Regions from separate parts of the Sus scrofa genome. Here region 1 is linked to region 2. A link is a contact called in public HiChIP or PLAC-seq data. All regions are on one chromosome and are shown on one strand. The core of a region is the stretch at or near the end of the contact, and the rest is flanking DNA. Distances in the headings are between cores, read along the strand shown.

What was found. HiChIP or PLAC-seq counts read pairs in DNA pulled down with a chosen protein or histone mark.
Region 1: a contact with region 2 is called in an H3K27ac HiChIP or PLAC-seq map of alveolar macrophages. The contact joins the promoter of CCDC122 here to the promoter of SLC25A30 in region 2. A contact is called at or near these places in 1 of 5 promoter capture datasets (fetal liver) and 1 of 2 datasets of contacts at active chromatin or transcription factors (alveolar macrophages).

The regions. Positions count from the first base shown.
Region 1 is chr11:23,157,271-23,162,319 of Sscrofa11.1, forward strand. CCDC122 (coiled-coil domain-containing protein 122) reads left to right here and starts at 2,391. Exons shown (of 5, transcript XM_021065620.1): 1 at 2,391-2,511. It overlaps LACC1 (laccase domain-containing protein 1), which reads right to left and starts at 2,520. Exons shown (of 7, transcript XM_005668443.3): 1 at 2,139-2,520; 2 at 171-766. The coding sequence starts at 714.
Region 2 is chr11:21,870,481-21,875,709 of Sscrofa11.1, forward strand. SLC25A30 (kidney mitochondrial carrier protein 1) reads right to left here and starts at 2,301. Exons shown (of 10, transcript XM_021065606.1): 1 at 2,163-2,301.

The DNA.
Region 1 (5,049 bases), core at 1,141-3,640, 1.3 Mb after region 2:
CACACCACAAGGGCGGGTCCATGATACTTCCAGGTTGTAACTGATGCTAATGAGCAGATAAGCTCTCAGTAGTCTACAAAAGACAGATGGAAAAATAGAAGAACAACCTGTTTAAAAAAAAGGCTAGTTTTTCACATCCAGTAAAAACAACAGATAGTGTTTTAACACACCTGAGATCAAAGGAGATGTGATGATGGTTAATTCTCCTTTCAGTGCAGGCAAACTTCTCAAATATGTTTCTATTTCATTCTGGATTGCTTCTAGTTCTTGAGCTGTGATTATGTCAGAAGACTGTTTCAGAGGACCTCCCCTCAAGGTCATCTGTAAATCTTCAAACTCAAAATTATAAACATCAGTGAAGAGTTGATCAATAAAAGCCTTCATTAACATCTTCCGATGCACAGGCACAATTACCTTAATGCTGCTCAAATTTTTTTCATCAATTTTTTGTTTAATGGTATACAAAGAGGCGGCCAGGCTGGGATTGCTAACTGTCTCAAATTCTCTCAAGATAGTTGATAATCCATTGCTTGTTTCTAATTCACAATTATGATGGTCACAGCTGATGTTACTGCAACACATTATGCAGAGGAACTTGGCCTTGGCACCATGGTGGTATTGGACAGCATTCAATGTCTTTAGTAATGTCTGATGACAGCTTTTTTGAGAGTTCAATTGCAAACCAAAGAGATCAATCAACACTACTTCTGCCATCCTTCCATACGATACAAAGTTCTTCAAAGAAGGTTTTTGTGCCCCCAATCACCTGTAAAGAAAAATGAGCATTAAGTAAGAATGAAAAATTATATCAATCTCTTTAGAGTTAGTTACAAAAGAAATTTTTGGATGATTAAAAAGATTTGCGTTGATTTAAAAATATAGGGAGTTCCCATCATGGCTCAGTGGAAATGAACCTGACTAGCATCCATGAGGACGCAGGTTTGAGCCCTGGCCTCGATCAGGTGGATTAAGGATCCGGTGTTGCGGTGAGCTGTGGTTTAGGAGGCAGACATGGCTTGGATCTGGCGTTGCTGTGGCTGTGGTGTAGACCGGCAGCTGTAGCTCCGATTTGACTCCTACCCTGGGAACCTCCATATGCCGTGGGTGCGGCCATAAGAAGACAAAAAAATAAAATAAAATAAAAATATAACCAAAATACTAGACTCCTCCCATTAAAGCTAGTCCACTATTAGTCATAAGAGAACCATGACAATGAAAGCAAAGCCATCTCTAAATTCATTTTGTGAAAGTACTTACATCTTTCTGGCTTAGAACAACAGTTTTTGTTTTGTTTTTACATAGCAAATTTTAAGCAAGTAAATTACTTGTTGACTTAGACAAAGTCCTATTTTTTAATTACAGGGTGTCAACTTATCACTATATCATTAATCCTCACATGGCTGGCTTGTTAGATCACAGCTCTTTATATGAAATATGTCAGCCTGAAGTTCGATAGGTTAAATAGAGCTGCACTTAAAAAGTGCTTTTCTTCTTTGAGGAAAAGTTGCGTTTTTTGTTTTTGTTTTTTCAGAAACAGACTTAGAGATCCAGAGAACAAAATAGTGGTTACCAATGGGGGGGTGCGCAAGATAGGGGTAGGGATTAAGAGATAACAAACCACCGTGTCTAAAATAAGCTACAAGGTTATACTGTATAGCACAGAGAATATAGCAATATTTTGTAACTTTAAATAGCGTGCAATCTATAAAAATGTTGAATCGCTATGTCGTACACCTAAAACTAAAACTGTACATCAAAACTGTACTAAAAATTGCGTTTCTGAGGAGATCAGAGTTGACTGAGACGTTTCCCTCCAGGATTCACACAGCTCTCAGGAACAGCAAGGACCACAAGAGCAACAGCGACTGAGACCAGCTGGGCAGCCCACCGCTCTCCTCCCGACTCCCCGCCCCTGCGCCGGTTTTCTCACCTCCGGCCCCTGCCCTCCCACCCCAGGCTGTGGGTCTCTCTGGTGACCCGCCTCGGAGACACCGCCCCCGCCCCCGACAGTTTCCTCCGCGGTCACTCCTAGGCCCCTCCCTCTGCACTGTGGAAAGCCTGGGGGGCGCGACCCCACCCGCCAGGACCGCTGTCCAGACTCCGCCTGCCCTTCAGGACTTTCTGACGGTCGGACGCACACCGAGCCTGTGCTCCGTCCTCGCCTGAGGCACGTCGAGCTCGGTTCCACCTTCGGCCCGCGCGGCGAACTCGGAGACGTCTGCTGCCCCCGACGCCCGTCCTGAGGCTGAACGCGACCCGGCGGCCGCGAGCGCGTCCCGGGGCGTCCTAAGCCCGGACCCGCCGCTGTGTGGGCGGCGCCCGTCCCGCCTCATCTGCCCGAGGGCCGCGGAGGCGCGGCTGGGCCGGCGGGGAGCGACGCGGGGGGTGGACGCGCCCGAGTGCGGGGAAGCGTCAGCAGTTCCGGGTCAGGCCGCCTGCCCGCACTCGCCGCCTGGCGCCCGGAGGAGGAACGAGAACCGGAGTCGCGACGGGCCTTGCGGCCTGAACCAGGCGGGTCCGCGGGCGGGAGGCGGGGCGGGGGCGGGGACGGGCCGCGTGGGGCGCGGGGCCGGCTTCCCGACGGGGCGGGCGGCCTGGGGCCTCGGGTCGACCGCCGCCTCCCTTCCCGGGGCGGGCGAAGCCCTTTCCCCGCGTTCACGCTTACAGTCGCGGCCTGAAGAGCCGCCGGCCAGCGGCGCGGTCGGTCGCGACAGGGTTTCATGTCCTGAGCACAGCCCTCCCCCCCAACCTCGTTCCGTTAGGCCCCGGCAGTCTGTCCCACCCAGGTTCTAGTAATAGGCTTCCTTGGGGCAGGGGGAAGGGATTGTTTTCTGTTGCGTTTGGTTTGGTTTTGTTCTTTAACTGTTTTGCTTTGTTTGCAGAAATAAATTGGCTGAGCTTTCTCTTTTTGCTGATCCTGCCTAACTTGCTGACTAGACTTGACAGGTCCTTCGCTTGTGTTGATAAAGGGATGTTCTGTCCTGTGCGCCCTTTTAAAAATATGTTCCACGAGTAGAAAATTAGAAGCCTCGTTTTTCTGCCCTCAAAGAGCACAACATTCATTTATTTTAAAATATTGAGCAGCTCCTACGGATATGGAAAGCAGATGCTCTTTCTTCAACCTTCAAAGAGTAGAAGAGAGGGTGTTTCCTGTGTAACTGGTTATAATGGAAAGAGGTCCTTGTTTCTGATAGTTTCACATCATAAGTGAGGAACCTGTACCTGAAAGAAAGACTCTCAGCTATCTGGGAGTTTGAAGAGCTCTTGGAAGTGGGCGAGTGCTTCCGTTCTATTTGAGTAGAGAATGGGGTTACCAACCCTCGATAGGAAGCCACTGCTCATATCTGGCAGCTGTTTTTGTCAACATTTGTATTTTCATTATTTTTGCTGGATATTTGTTAAGTGCCCTGAGTGGTATATGGTGCCCTGATGAGAAGATTTACACTGCCCTGAGCTTGTTTTATGTTAAATATTACTGTAAGCACAAAAAGACAAAAAAAAAAAAAAAAAAAAAAAAAAAAGAAAAAAGAAAGGAGTTCCCGTCGTGGCGCAGTGGTTAACGAATCCTACTAGGAACCATGAGGTTGCGGGTTCGGTCCCTGCCCTTGCTCAGTGGGTTAAGATCCGGCGTTGCCGTGAGCTGTGGTGTAGGTTGCAGACACAGCTCGGATCCCACGTTGCTGTGGCTGTGGTGTAGGGCAGCAGCTACAGCTCTGATTAGACCCCTCTCCTGGGAACCTCCATATGCCACGGGAGTGGCCCTAGAAAAGGCAAAAAGACTATATATATATTACTGTAAGCAAAATAGACGTCTTTTAGTTACAAGCCTGGGTTAAAACATTTATCTCTGTTTTTATAGACAAATGGTGGGAATTCATTTTCTCTCATGCAACAGTAACAGTTAAAAAGTTAGGAGTTCTTTGGTGGTGCAGTGGGTTAAGTAAGGATCTGGTGTTGTCACAGCAGCGGCTTGGGTTGCTGCTGTGGTTCTAGTTCCAGTTCTAGCCTAGAACTTCCACATGCCCTTGGTGTGGCCAAAATAATAATAATTACAATGTATAACAGTAAAATGTTTAAAAAACTTTTAAATATTTCAAAATAGGGAAGTGGTCAAAGAATAGAAAATTTGTCATTATATTGTATTTACATACCATTTTCTTGCACCATCTGATCCTAGACTATGGCCTCATCTCTTAACACTCTTCCTCATCTCCATTCCCCCTGCTCCAGTGGCTCTCAATCCTGGCTGTTAGTAGGAACTATACCTAGAGCTTAAAAACATAAATCCAGGTGCCACCCTGCTCTAGATGTACCTTTGAATCAGAATCTCCAGCAGTCAAGTCTGGGCAAGTTTGGCTTTGTTTTTTGTTTTCTTTTAATCTTTACAGATGATTCAGATGCATAATTAGATTTGATAAAAAAAAAAAAACAACTTCCCTATTCCCAAGTCACGCAAGCTAAAAAGGGTGTTCCTTGGAACACCATATGATTTCATCCTTACATAAGCTATTCCTTCTACTTAGAACACCCTTCTCCTTTCATGTTTTTTTAACTGTTACTAGTTAGGACCCTTCAAGCTCAAACATAACTTACCTTGAGTTCCTATACCCTCACCAAGGAGAATTAACTGCTGCTGCTTTAGCATTTTTTTTTTTTTTTTTTAGTAGAGGACAAGCTCTCTCAAAGATACAGTCTGAACCCATAGCCAAACAATATATTGAAGTCAATGAAACATTAAATTGTACACTTCATAAAGACAAACTTGATAGTATATAAATTATATCTAAATCTGTTTAAAAGCAAAGTCACACCAGAGAGTCTTGAAAAAGTATATCATAATACTTTAAACATTTTTTAAACCTGAAACAACTGTGTATTTGCCGGTCTCGAGAAACTCTAAGGCCTCTCTTTTTCACGTGGCCTCCTGATCAGAGTTCTGCATCATCTCCCTTCCATAGACTATACCGATAAACCATCAGCTAAGATTTCTCAAGATTTCATTCTTTATGAGGAAAATAACTTAAAGGCACTTGTGTAGCTATCTGACTG
Region 2 (5,229 bases), core at 1,051-3,550:
AGGCAGGGAGACGGGTGGGTCGTCAGCAATCGCGAGTGTTGGAGCCGCAGCTCAGCCCGATTCAGGGAAAGGTACACAACTTGTGAAACTTTCAGCGTCTGGCACAGAAGCGGCTGAGGATCGATTGCCACTTTGCTCTCCACCACCTCCAGCCAGGCTGAACCCCAGTGACCCCCCTTCTCTGTGCTGCACTGTGAACACAACACAACGGTGGTCATGACTGAATACCTGACATGCCGGGAATTGCTGTTTTCCACATAAAGGATTTTATTGAATTGCCACAACCCGATGAATAGGTGTCATTAATCCACATTTCGCAATTGAGGAAAGACGGCCTCCGAGAGGCAAAGTGGCTTTGCTTAGTCACACGGTTCTCAAGTACTCACACAAAGCTCTTCCTGAGGGAGCTGATCCCTCGTCCTCATCTAAGTTCTACAAAGTCAAATGCTATCTTCCAAAGATGGTTAAAGATATTGGCGGGGGAAGCTCCTGTTGTGGCTCATCGGTAGTGAGCCTGACTAGTATCCATGAGGACACAGGGTCAATCCCTGGCCTTGCTCAGTGGATGAAGGATCCCACGTTGTTGTGGCTGTGGTGTAGGCCAGCAGCTGCAGCTCCAATTACACCCCTAGCATGGGAACGTTCATAGGCCTCGGGTTTAGCCCTAAAAAGAAAAAAAAAAGCATATATATATATATATATATATATATATATATGCATGCAAAAAAGAATAATTAAAAGCAGAGGGTAGGAGGGAAGGAAATCAACATATTCAGAATAAATGCAGGATTTTCCCGAGGGAGATAGACAAAAAATGCTTATCTATTTAACAAAAGGGAAAAAAAGTGTTTCCTGAACAGAAATGCCCATACAAATTAAGAATTCCAAAGGATTCTCCCTATACTTAAGATATATGCTAAGTTATGCATCCTTTCTACTACATTTTCCCTTAGCATTTATTTTCTCCCTACCTCATCTATACACCTGCAAAGAGAGGTAATTAAATGCAGTAATTGCTCCTGGAATTTCTTAAAGCTTTCCAAGTTTCTCTTATACAGTTAATTAATTCTACATACGTTTTTCCAATTTTACTGTGCTCCTTTTCAGTCAGCAGTCTTAAACCACAATCTAGTCTCTAAACTTCTGTGCGTGCGCTCATAAATCATTGCTCCCGGCAGGGCTGCCTTTCATGGATTTTTTCTTATTCCCCATTCTTTTTAAAGGTACAGGATGCAAAATAAGCTCATCAGACTAATGAAACGTGGGATTTAAAAGGAATCTAAGAAATCTGTCTTACTTCACATGAATTGACTGAGCCCAGGGTCACAAGGCTTGGCAGCGCAAAGCCAAGGGCAGAATTCGCACCTTTCAACTTCTCTTGCTAAAGGAGGAGACGAATCTAGACTCTTGCCGGGCAGTTCGACAGCTCTGCTATCCTTGCGCAGAAATAATCAGGGTCACTTGTAATTGCTTTACACAAAATTACTTACACTTGGAATTACACTAAAACCCAAAGCTACATTAACTTTCCGAGCGAATGAATTTGACTCGTCCTTGCAAACCTGAGCCCAACTGGCCTGGCGCGTGCCGGGAGTAATTCAAAGTACAAGAGAGCCCTGGCTCAAGTACACAGCTAGCGGGTGCCAGGGCTGCACACTCTGAATGAACTGCAGGTGGGAGATGCAGACACAGGTGAAACGCACCTCGGCAGAAAGGTCGCACACGCCGACCTGCTAGACTGGCCTCACACTCGATCTCGGAGACGCCAGAAGAGAAATCACGCCCCACGCCGCCGAGTGAAGAGGGCCAGGAGCCGGCGCTCCTGCGGAACCCACCCGACCGCAGGGTTTGCAGCTGGAGGAGCGGGGCGCACCCCGGAACCTCGCGCCCCACCAAGCCGGCCCCGCACGCGAACCGGAAAGCAGAGGCGAGTCCCTGGACTCGCCCGGCAGCGCCGGGGCTCTCTGGAACCGCGGCCCCAACACCAGCCTTAGCCCCGGGCTGCGGCGGGCCAGAGGAGAAGCGCCACCGCGTTGGGGCCGGGAGTTCCGCGCCAGGAGCTCTGGGCGCCCCTGGGCAATGGGAGGCGGGCCGGAGGAGGGGGGACCGGGAGCAGGCGCGGGGCAGTCAGCGCGGCCGCGACCTGCAGGTCTGGCACTTACCCGGCGGCCGCGGCGGCCTTGCACCTCCTCCCGCCCAGAAAAAGCCGCAGCCAGGGCCGGCAGCTGCGCTGGAGCTGGAGAAAAGACAGCGGAGCGGCGCTGGCGGCCTAGAGCCCACGCACCGCCCCGCCCCAGCCCCGCCCCTCACGGGCCCGCCCGCAGCCTCGCCTCTCATTGGCTGCTCCGGCACAGGCCACGCCCAGGTCGCGCCCCCGGCAGCTGAGGGCCAGCTGGCCCAGAAGGGACCAGGCAGGAAGACCCTGGCTCTCGGCCTTCGGGGGCTGGAAGCTGCCCCGGACTCCGCGACGCCTACTATGGCCTAGACGTTGACTCTTTGGTGAAAGAGAAAGTTAACAGCCACGGAAGAGGAGCCTTCTCAGGGTGCTGATTCTTGCTGTCCACGTTAACCTCTCTAGTCAGAAGGAAGTAAACTTGGACGCTTAAAAAAAAAAAAACAAAAAACCAACCAGCTTTTTAGTTTGAAAATTTATAAACCGACTTAAGACTTGAGCAGTATACCCTGCACTAAATTAAATGTTAACATTTCACAATATTTGCAATTTCATTTCTCTCCCTGTATACTTTTCCCCCCACTCCCACGACCCCTGAACCACTGGAAATTGCGAACAACATCGCTTCACCCTTAAATACCTCACCATTATGACATGCAAGAAATTTAATATCATTTCGGGAGTTCCCGCTGTGGTGCAGTGGATTAAGAATCCAACTGCCGGAGTTCCCATTATGGCGCAGAGGAAACAAATCCAACTAGTATCCATGAGGTCGAGGGTTGGATCCCTGGCCTCCCTCAGTGGGTTAAGGTCCAGCGTTGGGGTGAGCTGTGGTATAGGTGGTAGCGGGCAGCTGTAGCTCCAATTCAGCCCCTAGCCTGGGAACTTCCATAAAAAAAAAAAAAAAAAAAATCTGACTGCAGTGACTTGGGTAGTGTGGGTAGCAGCTGTGGCTGGGATTCAGCTCCTAGCTGGAGAACCTCCACATGCCACAGGTTCAGCTCTTTAAAAAAAAAAAAAAAAATATATATATATATATATGTAATTTCATTCAAATCATCCAAATATACTGTCCATCCAAATTGTCTTTGTTGTCCCTAAAGCTCATAAACACCCACACACACTTTTTTTTTTTTTAGTTTGAGATCTACCCAGGTTTGGAAGTATTTTATTTCATGCTTTTCTATACAAACTCCTTCAGTCTACTACCCTAGTACTAGTACTCTCACTTTTTAAAATAACTTTCAACATATTTGAAAAGTCCAGGCCAATTGTAGGCTGTATTAGTATGGATTATAGAATTGTTTCCTCATGATTAGACTGACGTTCCACTTTTTAGAAAGAAAAGTAGCCTTCACCACTACAGCCCAGGTTCAATCCCTGCTCTGGCAACTGAGATTCCATATCAAGCTGCTGCATGCCACAGCCAAAAAAGAAGATTTTTTTTTGTTGTCTATTGCTGTATAATTACGCTTTGCAGCTTAAAATAACAAACATATACTGCCTTGCAGTTTCTTTTTTGTTGTTGTTTGTTTTCTTGGGGGGGGGTTTAGGGCTGCACTTGCAGCATATGGAGGTTCCCAGGCTAGGGGTCCAATCAGAGCTGTAGCTGCCAGCCTACACCACAGCCACAGCAACGTCAGTCCGAGCCATGTCTGCGACCTACACCACAGCACACGGCAACACTGGATCCTTAACCCACTGAGAGAGGCCAGGGATCAAACCTGAAACTTCATGGTTTCCGCTGTGCCATGATGGGAGCTCCACCTCACAGTTTCTACGTATCAGAAATCCAGGAAGGGCTGAGGTAGGGACCTCTAGCTCCAGGTCTCTCATAGGAATGCAAGCAGGGTGGCACTTGGGCTACATCTTCTCAAGGCCAAACCGGAGGAGGATCTGCCTCCAAGCTCACTCGCCTGGCTCTTGGCTGGCCCCCCAATATCCTCTTTCAAGCTCCCTCATGTGGCTGTAGGCAGACCTCAGTCCATGCTGGCTGTCAGCCTGTGTCTGTTTCTTAGGTATGCCTTAAATTGGGAGTTCCCGTTGTGACTCAACAGATTAGTAATGAGCCAACTAGTATCCATGAGAACTTGGGTTTGATCCCTGGCCTTGCTCATTGGGTTAAAGATCCAGCGTTGCCATGAGCTGCGGTATAGGTAGTATCTGGTGGCTCAGATCTGTCGTTGCTGTGGCTGTGGCGTAGGCCAATTCTACCCCTAGCCTGGGAACTTCCATATGCTACAAGTTCCACCATATAAAGAAAAAAATTGCTATAAACTAGATGGGTTTTTTTTGTCTTTTTTAGGACTGCACCCTCGGCATTTGGACGTACCCAGGCTAAGGGTGAATTGGAGCTACAGCTGCCGGCCTACACCACAGCCACAGCAACATGGATTCTGTGCCACATGTATGACCTACACCACAGCTCAGAGCAAGGCCAGGGATTGAACCGGTGTCCTCATGGATACTAGTCAGGCTCATTACTACTGAGCCAGGAATTTCTGGACTTCTTTTTTTAATGGGGGTTTACTCTCTCACAGTTCCGAAGGCTAGAAGACCAAAGTCAAGATGTCAGCAGGGCCAAGTTCCCCAAAGAATCTAAGGAAGAATCCTCTCTTGCCTCTCTCCAGGCTGCTAGCAGTTAGCAGCTCTCCTTGGTGTTCCTTGGATCGTAACTGCAGGACTTCAGTATCTTGCCTCTACTGCCACATCGCATTCTTTTGTGTGTCTGTGTCCATAGGATGCCAGTGGCTGCATTCAGGCCCACCCTAACCCAGTGTGACCTCGTCTTAATTCGATTGCATCTGCAAATGGGATCCTATTTCGAAATAAGGCCATTTCACAGACAGCAGGTGTATTAGAACTTCAGTATGTCTGGGAGACACAGTTTAACCTACAACCACTGGAAATACCAGTTTCTTGCATCATGGTCTCTCCATGAAACTACTCACAACATGGCAGCTTGCCTCACACTAGAAAGAGAAAATAAGAGAGAGAGAGATTCTGAAAGCCACAGTCTTTTTGTAACCGAATTTAAGAGTGACATCCCAGGAATT